Linked DNA regions of Bicyclus anynana: region 1 is linked to region 2. Evidence: chromatin contacts called from public Hi-C data. All regions are on one chromosome and are shown on one strand. Each heading gives the region's core, a stretch centred on a gene start, on an enhancer-like site or on the middle of the called end of the contact. The rest is flanking DNA. Distances are from core to core; before and after follow the strand shown. Region 1 overlaps LOC112046086 (protein enabled). Region 2 holds the start of LOC112046086 (protein enabled).

Region 1 (5,652 bases), core at 1,321-3,820, 78 kb before region 2:
AAATGTTCGTTGGAGTTCTAGGATGGTTTTTACGGCGAGAAAAATTCGAATAGTTGCCGGAAAAACAATAAAAATAGCCCTTTTCTTTTTCCCATACAAATGTTTTCTTAACTAAAACGTAGTCAATTTGGGCTATAGTGTTACCTATTGTATAAAGTTCATATTCATAATAATTAGAAAATGAGGTAGGGGTAGGGTAGGGGTGAGGTGGGGTAGGGTAGGTTAGGGGTAGATAGGGGTAGGGTATGGTAGGGTAGGGGTAGAGTAGGGGTAATGGTAGGGGTAGTTGAAAGTTTACATCGAGTTTCACGCGGACGAAGTCGCGGGCGTCCGCTAGTTTTTAATAAAAATGGAAATTAGGTAAGTACTTACCTAACTTTTTAAAATTAAGTATAGTATATTAATTAAGAAAATAAATTATTAAATGAAAATAACGTAACATTTACGTAACAGTAATTAATTATTATATTTTATTACTGCGCTGACCAACCCGCATGCCCAGCGTGATCAGTAACGGGCAAAACTTTTGCGTGGCGTTCGGAACTCGCTACTAAAGGCTTATGGCAGTGGACGTCCATCGGCTGACGTGATGATAATGATGATGATGATGATGATGATGATGATGATGATGATGATGATGATTACTGGCGGTCGCCTCAGCAATTTCACCCTTCGTAATTTTTTTTTTTTTTTTTAATTTATTTGGTTAACCAACAACCTTACATTTCTTACAAGATATATAATATTTTAATAACATAGGTAACAAGGCAAAATGTTTGGCCACTTATAGGTTAACACTACATGCTCTAAATAATAAGATTATCTTTATATTAATAATACTAATTAAAGTTAAAGTTAAACAGTTTTACAGCTATACATAGGTAAAAGAATATAAATACAAATTTAATAACAGTAATAACAGTTTATGCGGTATACGGAGACAAACAATATAGTCTATGTTACTTGCTGCTAATGTAGCTTTCCATTGGTGAAAAAATTAAAAAAATAGATTTAGTGATTTAGGCGTGAAAATGTAAACAAGCATTTATTTGTCAGAATTTGTTAGCTATACATAAAGGTTAGCTCGCTTGTTTCAAAGCAGCTTATGTGCTAAGAAAAAGGTTAGACAGGCAAAGAAGTAATCTTACCTATTTCTTTTATCTTTTTCACGTGAATCTCTTACGGCCAGTTTCTTCATCGCAAGTAACAGTCAAAGTAACGTCATAAAGCAAAAGTAACGGTCTTATTCACGGAAAAATAAAGTTTTCTTTACTACTTACTACTTTTACTGTAACTTTAGCTTTACCTAAAGAAACTGGCTATTAGTGAATATCACGAGAAGTCGTGGGCACCTACTAGTAATCTAATAAGCGCGTTAGAGAGTTCTAATCTGCCAAACAAGGCTCGTAGGTAGGAAGGCCACATATTGATTTAGTTGTTTTTGTAACATCTGGTTCCTTGTTCGATATCGCTTGGTTCATGGTCGGTATCGCGTCTGCCCACGACAATATTGCTTATCTACACTTCTAACTATTGAGATGAGGTGTGTCGTAGTCAGTTATTGTGAATGATAATAATAATTGGTCCATATATTCGAAAAAGTATAACTCACGAGATTACCGCTATGTGGAATGTTGAATCAACTATTATTGTTCTGATAGTTGTTTCAGTCAATGGTCTTATCTTAGCGAAAAGCTTCGACCAACACCTTAAGAAGCTTTCACTTAACTGTTGGATCAAGAGTCGGATACAGAAGGCAGTGATTCTTAAGACGGCGCGTATTGTGAGGAGGTTCCTCACTCTGGAGCCAAGACCACCGGTTGCTTGGGCACTCAAATGTCCCGCAGCGGGAGAGATGAGTTTTTTTTTTTATTTTTTAATAGTGTTTTGTACCAACATTGTTAAAAATTTAAAAAAGGACTAATAAATAAATGAGAGAATAATAGATTGGTCCACCTATTTAGTAAGTTATCGTAAAGCCTTGGGTTATAGCAGAGGGTCCCATACTTTTGACTGGTGCAGGGTGCAAGTTGACCCCCTACATTACCATTTCCCAAAACTCGGTGAAAATTGTGAAGATCATATCTGACTATGGAATATCTTTGCATATGTCATCCAATGTTGCTGTTGACATCCAACTACGAATTAAAAATTTTCTACACAAAAGTGAAAATAAACTTCGTAAATTAATTGAATGTCAAAAAAAAAAATACCGACCGAATTAAGAACCTCCTCCTTTTTGAAGTCGGTTAAAAAGTAAAGATTTTCAATCAAAAAGTGATTGAATTATTCAATACAGCAGAAAGAAGCAACCTATTTCTACTTAATGTATTTAGAAGAATCTCAATCACGTACCAACCACTACGAAGCCGCATGAATTTTCGTGACACCTCGCTTTCGAAATTGTGAACCCCCATTTTTTTGTCACGCCGACGTAGACTTACGTAGGGACAAGTGAGTTACCTCGTGGTCGTTGAGCTTCCTGCCGACGACGCGGAAGGTGTTGTGCTGCGTGTGGTGGTAGATGTGCACCTTGGACAGCCCCGAGCTGGAGCCCGAGGGGATCCAGCGCTTCACGGCGTCGTCGTACACCATGACGGAAGCGCGCGCGCTGCTTATCGATTGCTCGCTGTGGACAACAACGTTCTCATTAGAACCTTTACAAAGTTATCACCATCGTCAACAACATACGTATTATTTATATTTACACGACCCACTTTCAGGCATCCCATATGAGTAAGGATTTAGGACTTAGTCCCGCTATGCTACTGTGAGAGTCGGGAAGCTTAGTATTAGATCATCATTATCAACCCATATTCGACTCACTGCTGCGCTCGAGTCTCCTCTAAGAATGAGAGAGGTTAGGCCAATAGGCCACCATGCTTCACACACGTAGAAAATTAAAAAAAATCTTTGGTATGCAGGTTTCCTCACGATGCGATGATTTTCCTTCAACGTTTGAGACACGTGATATTTAATTTCTTAAATATCAGATAAAAGAATTAGATAGTTTTTATGTAACAATCATTATCAGACAGCGGCTAGCACAAGGCCTTCAATTAAAGTAGGCAGAAAATAAAGAATTCGGTCTTCTCATCTTCACGATGAGTCATCAGGGAAGGCAGAACATCATTTGATCTATGAAGTACACACCACTGAAACCGACGGCACTGGGGTGTAACACCAGCGACTTCCTAGCTAATCTTCTGCTGAGAATTTCAAAGAAAGAAAAGCTTCATATTTCACACCCTAACTCGGAACATAAAGATCCGAAGCCGCATGAAATGGACAAGGAGGCAGTTGTGCAGTTAAAAAGCATAGACCCTAGAAATCCCGACGCTACTTCTAGTATCTTTGGATTATTCCAAGTATTATTGAAGTGGGGGTAAAGTAATCCAATTGCATCGCGCGACATATCTACGTTTTCTGTGGAACATCTGCTGTATATTGTTAATTAGACCACCAAGAATGCTATTCAAGTGATATTTTGTTGATTCGCTTGTTAGTTAAGATTTATAATGCGTATATTTTTAATAAGTTCTTTTCGCTCCACTGCCCACATCAATTATGAACGGGACAACCGTCGTTGATTGAACCTCAATAGCTCAAATGTAAAGCGGTCGGACTCATCACCGAGGGGTTGTGGTTCGATCCCCGCCCGGTTACACTGCTAACACAGCCTAGTTGGAGGGGAATGAAAAAATTGGTCCTAATTAAAAAATATGGAAATATTAAAAAAAATAAAAATAACTAAACTGAGGGTCTGCAACAGCCAGATATTATTCATTTTATGAAGTCTGATAGTAGATCCGCTTTTACTAAGCTTCGCTTTTTTTAAACTTTAACATTCTCTAACCCTCTCTAGAAATCTTTAACGGTGCTTTGCGAAGGGTTGTGACTGACGCTTTGGGACACGATGTTTCATACTATGACGAAAATATAAAAAAACCTCATTTTTTTTGGTTTCCCACCAACACGGTCTAATCTAATAAAAACTAATCATCAATCTTATCAAAGTTAACAGAATAAAAGCGTCTAAAATCTCGGGCACAGATGGTAAACAACTTAATTAATAAACGAAGATACTTATAAATAATAATCAATATCCGTGATAGCCCAATGGATATGACCTCTGCCTCCGATTCCGGAGGGTGTGAGTTCGAATCCGGTCCGGGGCATGCACCTCCAACTTTTCAGTTGTGTGCTAAGAAATTAAATATCACGTGCCTCAAACGCTAAAGGAAAAACATCGTGAAGAAATGCATGCCAGAGAAGTAACTGCATGTGTGAAGTCTGCCAATCCGCATTGGGCCAGCGTGGTGGACTATTGACCTAACCCCTCTTATTCTGAGAGACTCGAGCTCAGCAGTGTGCCGAATGTGGGTTGATAATGAATGAATAATCAATAAAATATATTCGAATCCATGCTTTCACAGAACTCTGTTTACGTCACTAAATGATTGTAATATTCCGCGAATACCGTTATTCTCTTGACAGTTTTCCCTCGGTGAGTAGTCACGTACCTTATTCACGGGGTCTGAGAATTTAGGGGATTATTGAATCTATTCCACGAATCACTACGACCTAGTTGCGGTAGCGAAAAACTTACCATACGTTTGTTTAAATTTTTTCTTTTATTTTAACGAAGCTTTAGGTATTTAGGAGGAAATAAAAGGCTTTTTTACCCGACTGCAAGAAGGGTTATGTTTTTCGCGCGTATCTTGTATGTATGTTTGTATGTATGTATGTATGTATGTATGTAATACATATCTTGCAAGCCGCTGAATGGCTTTACGCAATTAATATATCGATATATTTGTCTCAACAACCCAAGTGTTCTTAGATAGCTGAAGTTAAAAAAAAACTACACGACGACTGTGAGACGCTAAAGTTTTTTTCGAATATTGCGTTATGGGTATCAAATTCAAGGGCTCATCAAGAGTATTTCAAAATGGTATATCATGGCCATATAAAAAAAAACTAATTAGAAAATGTTATTTATTAATCACTATACAAAATACGCAAGGCGGATGACTAGGTGCGAGTAGGTTAGGCAGTCGGGTTTTTTTTTAATTATTGACTTGTTTTACAATTAATAAAACATCCATCGCTGTGTGTCGGCCGGATGAGTTTGATTGCCAACACCTGTTGCCAGGTGTTGGGCCTACAGTTTAGAGAATGTTTCGAACGAGTCTGCCCTGCAAGGTGTTGCAGTTTAGGAATTCTCTAATAGTCACTTTCACTCATCTTTCTCTACATTAACTAAGACAAGTTCGTTGATGACACTCCCATGATATGCGGGGGGGGGGGGGGGGGGAAGGACTGCGCGGGTGTGAAATCGTGCGTGGAAGTGAGGTGCATCAGTCATGGGTTTTAGATTCATCGCTACACGCTTACCGGCCCGCTCGGCACATCGGCAGTGTTACGAACGAAGTTGCCAAGCTATACTAGCAGATAATAAAATTTATTGGTAAAAGATTTTTTTTTTCATTTTTAAACCGTGCTACAATTATTTCTTTTTTAATTTTAAATAGTTCCATGGCATTGGCTATAAAAATTAAGGATTCCTTATAAGAGACAAAATCTAAGAGGCCAAGCCAGAACTAAATCTAGGAGGACCTGCCGATTTCAAATCGAGGAGACCCTTTTTTA
Region 2 (6,015 bases), core at 221-2,720:
GTTCTTTTCTTCTCTATATCTCTATTTGTTAAAGCAAAACGAGTCACATTCACTAACGTTTCCATATAAATAATTATGTTGACTTATTAGTCAACCATGGTCAAATACTTACACCTTAGTTATACCATAGTTAAAGCTCTGATGACTCACAACTTGATATGATGTATTTTAGTAGGTATTTGTGCAATGATAAACATTCTAGATTAGCAACATCCAGGAAACTTGATAATTTTTTTATATATAACTGGAAATTTATATTTATAATTTATATTGGAAATTTATATTTACACTTATTTATTTACCAGAGTGCGGATTTAAATACACAATTAAATATTTTGATAGTTAAGTAATACTAATAAAATGTTTTATTATTATTTGCAAATAAACTTTTTCTTGTACTTTACATTCATAAAGTAAAAGTACAAAATAAAATGAAGCCAAATTCAATTTACAACAAATAGGTCTAACTTTGCTTTGCAAAAGATTTCATGTTCCTAATTCAAATGGGTGGAGTGAATTTTTCTCCTACACACCCCAGCACCCTATAGAACCATCCCCCTAAAATCACCCCATTTTTAAGAAATCGCCCTCATACCCAATGCACTTTAATTCAAGGTCAAATAAACAGCCATGAAAGGGAAAGACAAAAATAAATTGAATATACAACGTGTGGGGCACTTCTTGATAAATATATGTAGAAAAAATCGATAACTCGTCCAAGCAGACAGTTTTCCGACACTATGCAATGCTTCATCGATTTCTATGCTAAATTATGGGCTGTTTTTCTTCAATCTCATTCATAAAATTGCAAATTTAAAATCGATACGCGTTGTTTACATTACAATATAGAACACAGACTTCGCGCTCCGATCAGCACGGTACGTAAATAAATATTCTAAATTTAAATATAGAACGACGCATGCAAGCGAACAATACAGGATTTATTTATTTGTTTTCGTAAAAGCTCGCAAGCAGCGGTTTGATGAACTTTAGCTGTACGTACCTCATTTTGATTGAATCCTTTGTCGTGTTAAATCCGACTATTGCACGACACTCACAATTGTTCACTTATAAACTGCATATTATCACAGACACGAAGCGACATTTTAGTATTATCGACTCGAGCACTCGTCCGGTGGATTAGGGGTGGCCATTTTTGAGAAATAGCACAATTTTCGTTTTCAGTCCCGCTCGATTTTGGAAACGGAGCGGATGACGGAAGGACGCTTGCACTGCGCGAACACGACGAATGAATTAAAAAAAATATTTTTTATATCATCAGTCACTCAAACGCTTACGTCTTTGAGTTTATTAAAAATATTTTTTAATACAACACACCTCAGCACAGCTGAACTTTCAATACATTTTATAAAAAGTATAAAAAAAATTGAATACCGTATTCAGAAAATTTTAAACGACACAATGTGCTATTCGGTTGGAGTATTCGGTACATATCCGGAAATAAAATTTACATTTTCGCCCTTATTTGTCTGACGTCTATACTTGGTCGCATTATACCATATGCTCGGTCAACGAGACCGACCAATCACCTCTCGAAGGATTAATTTTAGTCAATCTCAAAATGGTCCTGGTAGCGCCATCTATTGCTAGATCTGCAAAACTATGTTGGTTATTTTTTAATCTGACAAACGACTCATAAACAATACAATCGGACGACATTGAATTTACTGGCAGCAATCGGCACCAGTGCACAGCCGTGCTCCATAAACAAGCCATTTATACTCTGTCTACGTATTGATCTTTGTCAATATCTTTTTGATGTTTTTTTTTGATGACTCAAAATCTGACAGTTTGCTAATTTGTTTTGCTTGACAGACGTAGCCATGCCATGGGAACTTAGAAGAACGTGAAATCTTTATGAAGCAGCGCCATCTACATTCTAGATTTAAGATTCCAGAATAGTAAATACAATTACTTATGGTGTGTATGTATTATAATGTTTTTAGAGATTTAAACCGTGTAAGTATGGAAAAAAAAAACAAAACAAAAAAGAATTATTTATCCTTTTAATTTTGACGCGCAATAGGAAGAATGTGTTTGTATTTCTAAAGCAAAGGGATTATTACAGATAGACAGTAACCGTACATTAATTTCAACGATATTCCATATAGTCATTTGGCCTAGTGGTGTATAACAAAGGTACGATCTAATAATCCTGAGTTCGAGCCCGGACAATGGAAAACTTTTTGTCTTTTTTTTTTTGTTTTTCTCAATTGGTTTCTTCAACTTTTACAAAATCAAAAATCTCGCATTTACAAAAAATATGCATTATTATTTTTATAACATAATGGATACTATACTAAAAATACCGTAGCTAGTCACTAGATGGCGCTATCACAAGCGTTCCGAAAAAAGTTAGAGTTGCCTATCTATTTCCAATAATACATTGTAATCTTTGGACGTAGCTTCCGAAAAATAAGTCTGTTTTCATTTTGATAAACATTCTTTTTTCGAAAACATAAAAAGAATGGTGGGCGCGATGCCTGTTGATTTGATACCGAAATTTTGCAACGGTGCCATGGACAGCCTGAACGGCGGCGACGATTGTGAATACCAAGTGTCTGTAGGAAGTCGTGTGAAGTGCAGTGATGATTTTGGTACGGTGAAGTATATTGGGGAGGTGCATGGGTACAAAGGCATTTGGTATGGAGTAGAGTGGGATAACGCCGACAGGGGAAAGCATGACGGCATCGTAGAGGATGTGCAGTACTTCAAAACGACCAAACCAGGTGCTGGTTCATTCATACGTCCCAACAAAATTGCTCCATTCAAAACTTGTGCTGAAGCCATCCGAAAGTATTATGGTGATAGAGAGGTGAGGATTTACCTAGTTGAATAACATAATGATATAAAATAACTCTTTGTTCATGTCACACATGTGTTTATTTTAAATTGTGTCACTTCACACCCACATATTACAAGTTGCTTAACTTGAACGAGTAATAACTTAGCATAAACGTTATCCTATTGTGTAACACCTTGTTTTATTATAATGGGCTTATTGAGTACAAAGGAGGCTCTTTTAGACTGATTTTTTCTTGGGAAATTGAAGTTTGTGCTATTGGCATGTGTTTTTCTTAAAGCAGTATATCTGTTTTGACAGGGAAGAGTTAAAATCTATGCCTTGGGTAATTGCAGTACCCAGCAAACAAGTAAACTACCCAACAAACAAACAAAACAACTAACAAAATTGCAGTAATGTAGGCTGCAAAAGACAAAGAAAGTTCTTGGTCTAAAGATGAAAAAAAAGAAACCAAACAAACAAGGAGTTGGTGTTTGTTCAGTTTCTTTTTTTTTAAAAAGGCCAAGGCTTGGGTGCAATTATGCCTGCTCCTACATGGGACTGTCAGCCTTGGTGATAACTAGTCTCCTCTTCACCACATGATGGATGTTCTTTATTAGTCATGACATTATACAGGATGCTTGTGAGTATGAGTATTTCCCATAACATGGTTAAATTCTATAACAAAAATAATTCCAAATGTTGAAGGAACATGTGTTCTAAAATTAATATTTTCAAAGTAAATAATGTTTCTTATATTTTCAGAGCACATAAAATTTTAATATACCTTTAAATGTGACCTTATATTAATAGCGTAGCCAAACTTAAAATGCAAGAATAGATAATGGTGTGTGTTACATGGATAGACAAATTATTTGAATTACTTAGTATGAATACATAAAATGTTTTTATTTTTTAGTTAAAAAAATATTAGTTGATTCAAAAAATTCAAAATTCATTTATTTCAAGTAGCCTCAGTTTACAAGCACTTTTGACACGTCAGTTGACTATTTGTAAAGATTCTACCACCGGTTCGGAAGGCAGGTTCTGCTGAGAAGATACCGGCAAGAAACTCAACAGTTGCTCTTTTGAAAAAGTCATACAGTATTACAATTTACATTTGAAAACAATTAAATTACAATTTCTTATAGTTTTATTTCCTGTGTGAAAGTGGAAGCTGATCCAATGGCCTCCAAGCACCTTTGTCATTACGGAACTCATCAATAGTGTAGTAACCTCGACTAAGTAAATGTTTTTTAACACATTGCTTAAAGTTGTGCATTGGCAAGTCCATCACAGTTGTGCAGTTTGGCTCCTATTAGTGGACTCATCAACATCTTGAATTTATGGGAAATTCTCCCGAGCACACTGTATAGTGGTTGTTAATAGATTTAATGTCATAAGCCTGCTAACTCTTATTGAAGCAGTGTGATGGGTTTAAGATCTATATCTCTTATACGGGGGTGCACTTCATACATGCATTAAAGCACTGCATACCCTAATAAATGATTGTTAATATTCCAATGCACATTTTGCCAGTTTGGTTAAATTGTCTTTTAGTGCATACCCTGATCAACAACCTTATGCACGCCACTGCTTATAAGGCCTGGCCTTGTAAAGTTAATGCTGTGTGTTAAATGGTTGCAGGATGAGACTGTGGCGGCTCATCGCAGGACCGTCATCAATGAGTGGAAACGTGAGATGGGTGCACCGTTCATTGAGATGGTCGGCTTTGAGAAGATACATCAAAAACAGTAAGTAATATTATACATAACAATATTATTAGTAATATTACGAACTGCTTGTAGCTACTATATGTCTCCTGTGGATCTGATTCAATTTGGATTTTCTATATTATAATATCTAATAGTAATCATTATCAACCCATATTCGGCTCACTGCTGAGCTCGAGTCGCCTCTCAGAATGAGATGGATATTTACTATATATTATAAACTATTGGTCTAATAGCCCACCACAGACTTCACACACGCAGAGAATTATGAAAGTTCTCTGGTATGACGGGTTTACTCACGATGTTTTTCCTTCACCGTTTGAGATGCGTGATATTTAATTTCTTAAAATGCACACAACTGAAAAGTTGGAAGTGCATGCCCCCGACCGGATTCGAACACAAACCCTCCGGAATCTGAGGCAGAAGTTGTATCCACTGGGCTATCACTGCTCCAATAGTAATAGATTCTTGATAAGTTTCTAAAACTGTACCACAAAATAGAGGCAGAAGCAGTATCTATACTAATATTATAAAGCTGAAGAGTTTGTTTGATTGAACGCGTTAATCTCAGGAACTACTGGTCTGAATTGAAAAATTATTTCAGTGTTAGATGGCCCATTTATCGAGGAAGGCTATAGGCTATATATTATACCCGTATTCCTACGGGAACGGGAACCACGCGGGTGAAACCGCGCGGCGTCAGCTAGTTTTATATATTTGACATTAGCATTTGTTAAATTAGTCAGCAAATTTCGATGCCTATGCCATCCTTTGTTATTTATTGTATCTCATGAAGTAATGGCTTCTTATTTTTGACATTAATGTTCCAGGAAGTTCGACCGGCTGCTCGAAGTGTGTGTCCGTGATCAGAACGTGTCCAAGGCAGGGGACGTGGCGCTGCTCTGTCCCAACGTGAGGAGTCTGGACGTGTCGCAGAACCTGTTCTCCAACTGGCGCGAGGTGATCCAGCTGTCGGCGCAGCTGCCTGATCTTAGAGAGTTGGATCTGAGGTATTTCTGATAGTGCATAACTACCTCGAGCCGTGATATCCTAGTGGATATGACCTAGTGCATAACTACCTCGAGCCGTGATGTCCTAGTGGATATGACCTTTGCTTCCGATTCCGAAGGGTGTGGGTTTAAATCCACCATCCAATTCATTTTTATTGACCAACACCATAATGACCGTTGGAACTTCGTGAAGGGTTGGACACGACGTTGGACTTACCTGCTACAGTTGGGCTCAGAAAAGGACTCCATCGGGACCAGCAGTGAGCGCATCACTGGCAGCTGCGCGTTTGTTATCTCTGAATCCTGTTTATGATATAAATTATAATTTATTTATCCTCCAACTTTTCAATTGTGTGCATTTTAAGAAATTAAATATCACATGTCTCAAATGGTGAAGGAAAAACATAGTTAAGAAACCTGAGAATTTTCTTAATTATCTGCATGTGTGAAGTCTGCCAATTCGCAGAGG

Evidence for each region. Hi-C and Micro-C count contacts between places; a contact is called where the count stands out from the background.
Region 1: a Hi-C map of whole body shows a contact between it and region 2, with 1.8 times the contacts expected there. The contact joins the enhancer-like site here to the promoter of LOC112046086 in region 2. A contact is called at or near these places in 2 of 2 Hi-C or Micro-C datasets (whole body and whole larva).

What each region holds. Positions count from the first base shown.
Region 1 is chr18:1,783,644-1,789,295 of ilBicAnyn1.1, reverse strand. It overlaps LOC112046086 (protein enabled), which reads right to left. Exons shown (of 14, transcript XM_052886707.1): 2 at 2,464-2,629. Among protein-coding and RNA genes, the nearest start is that of Trnac-gca, 51 kb to the left of the region's middle. Within about 2 kb of position 2,570, at least 2 of the 8 cell types and tissues checked have open chromatin away from gene starts, as enhancers often do.
Region 2 is chr18:1,704,043-1,710,057 of ilBicAnyn1.1, reverse strand. It overlaps LOC112046086 (protein enabled), which reads right to left and starts at 1,470. Exons shown (of 14, transcript XM_052886707.1): 1 at 1,004-1,470. The coding sequence starts at 1,008. LOC112046079 (tubulin-specific chaperone E) reads left to right here and starts at 2,398. Exons shown (of 7, transcript XM_024082556.2): 1 at 2,398-2,836; 2 at 4,451-4,557; 3 at 5,367-5,546. The coding sequence starts at 2,489.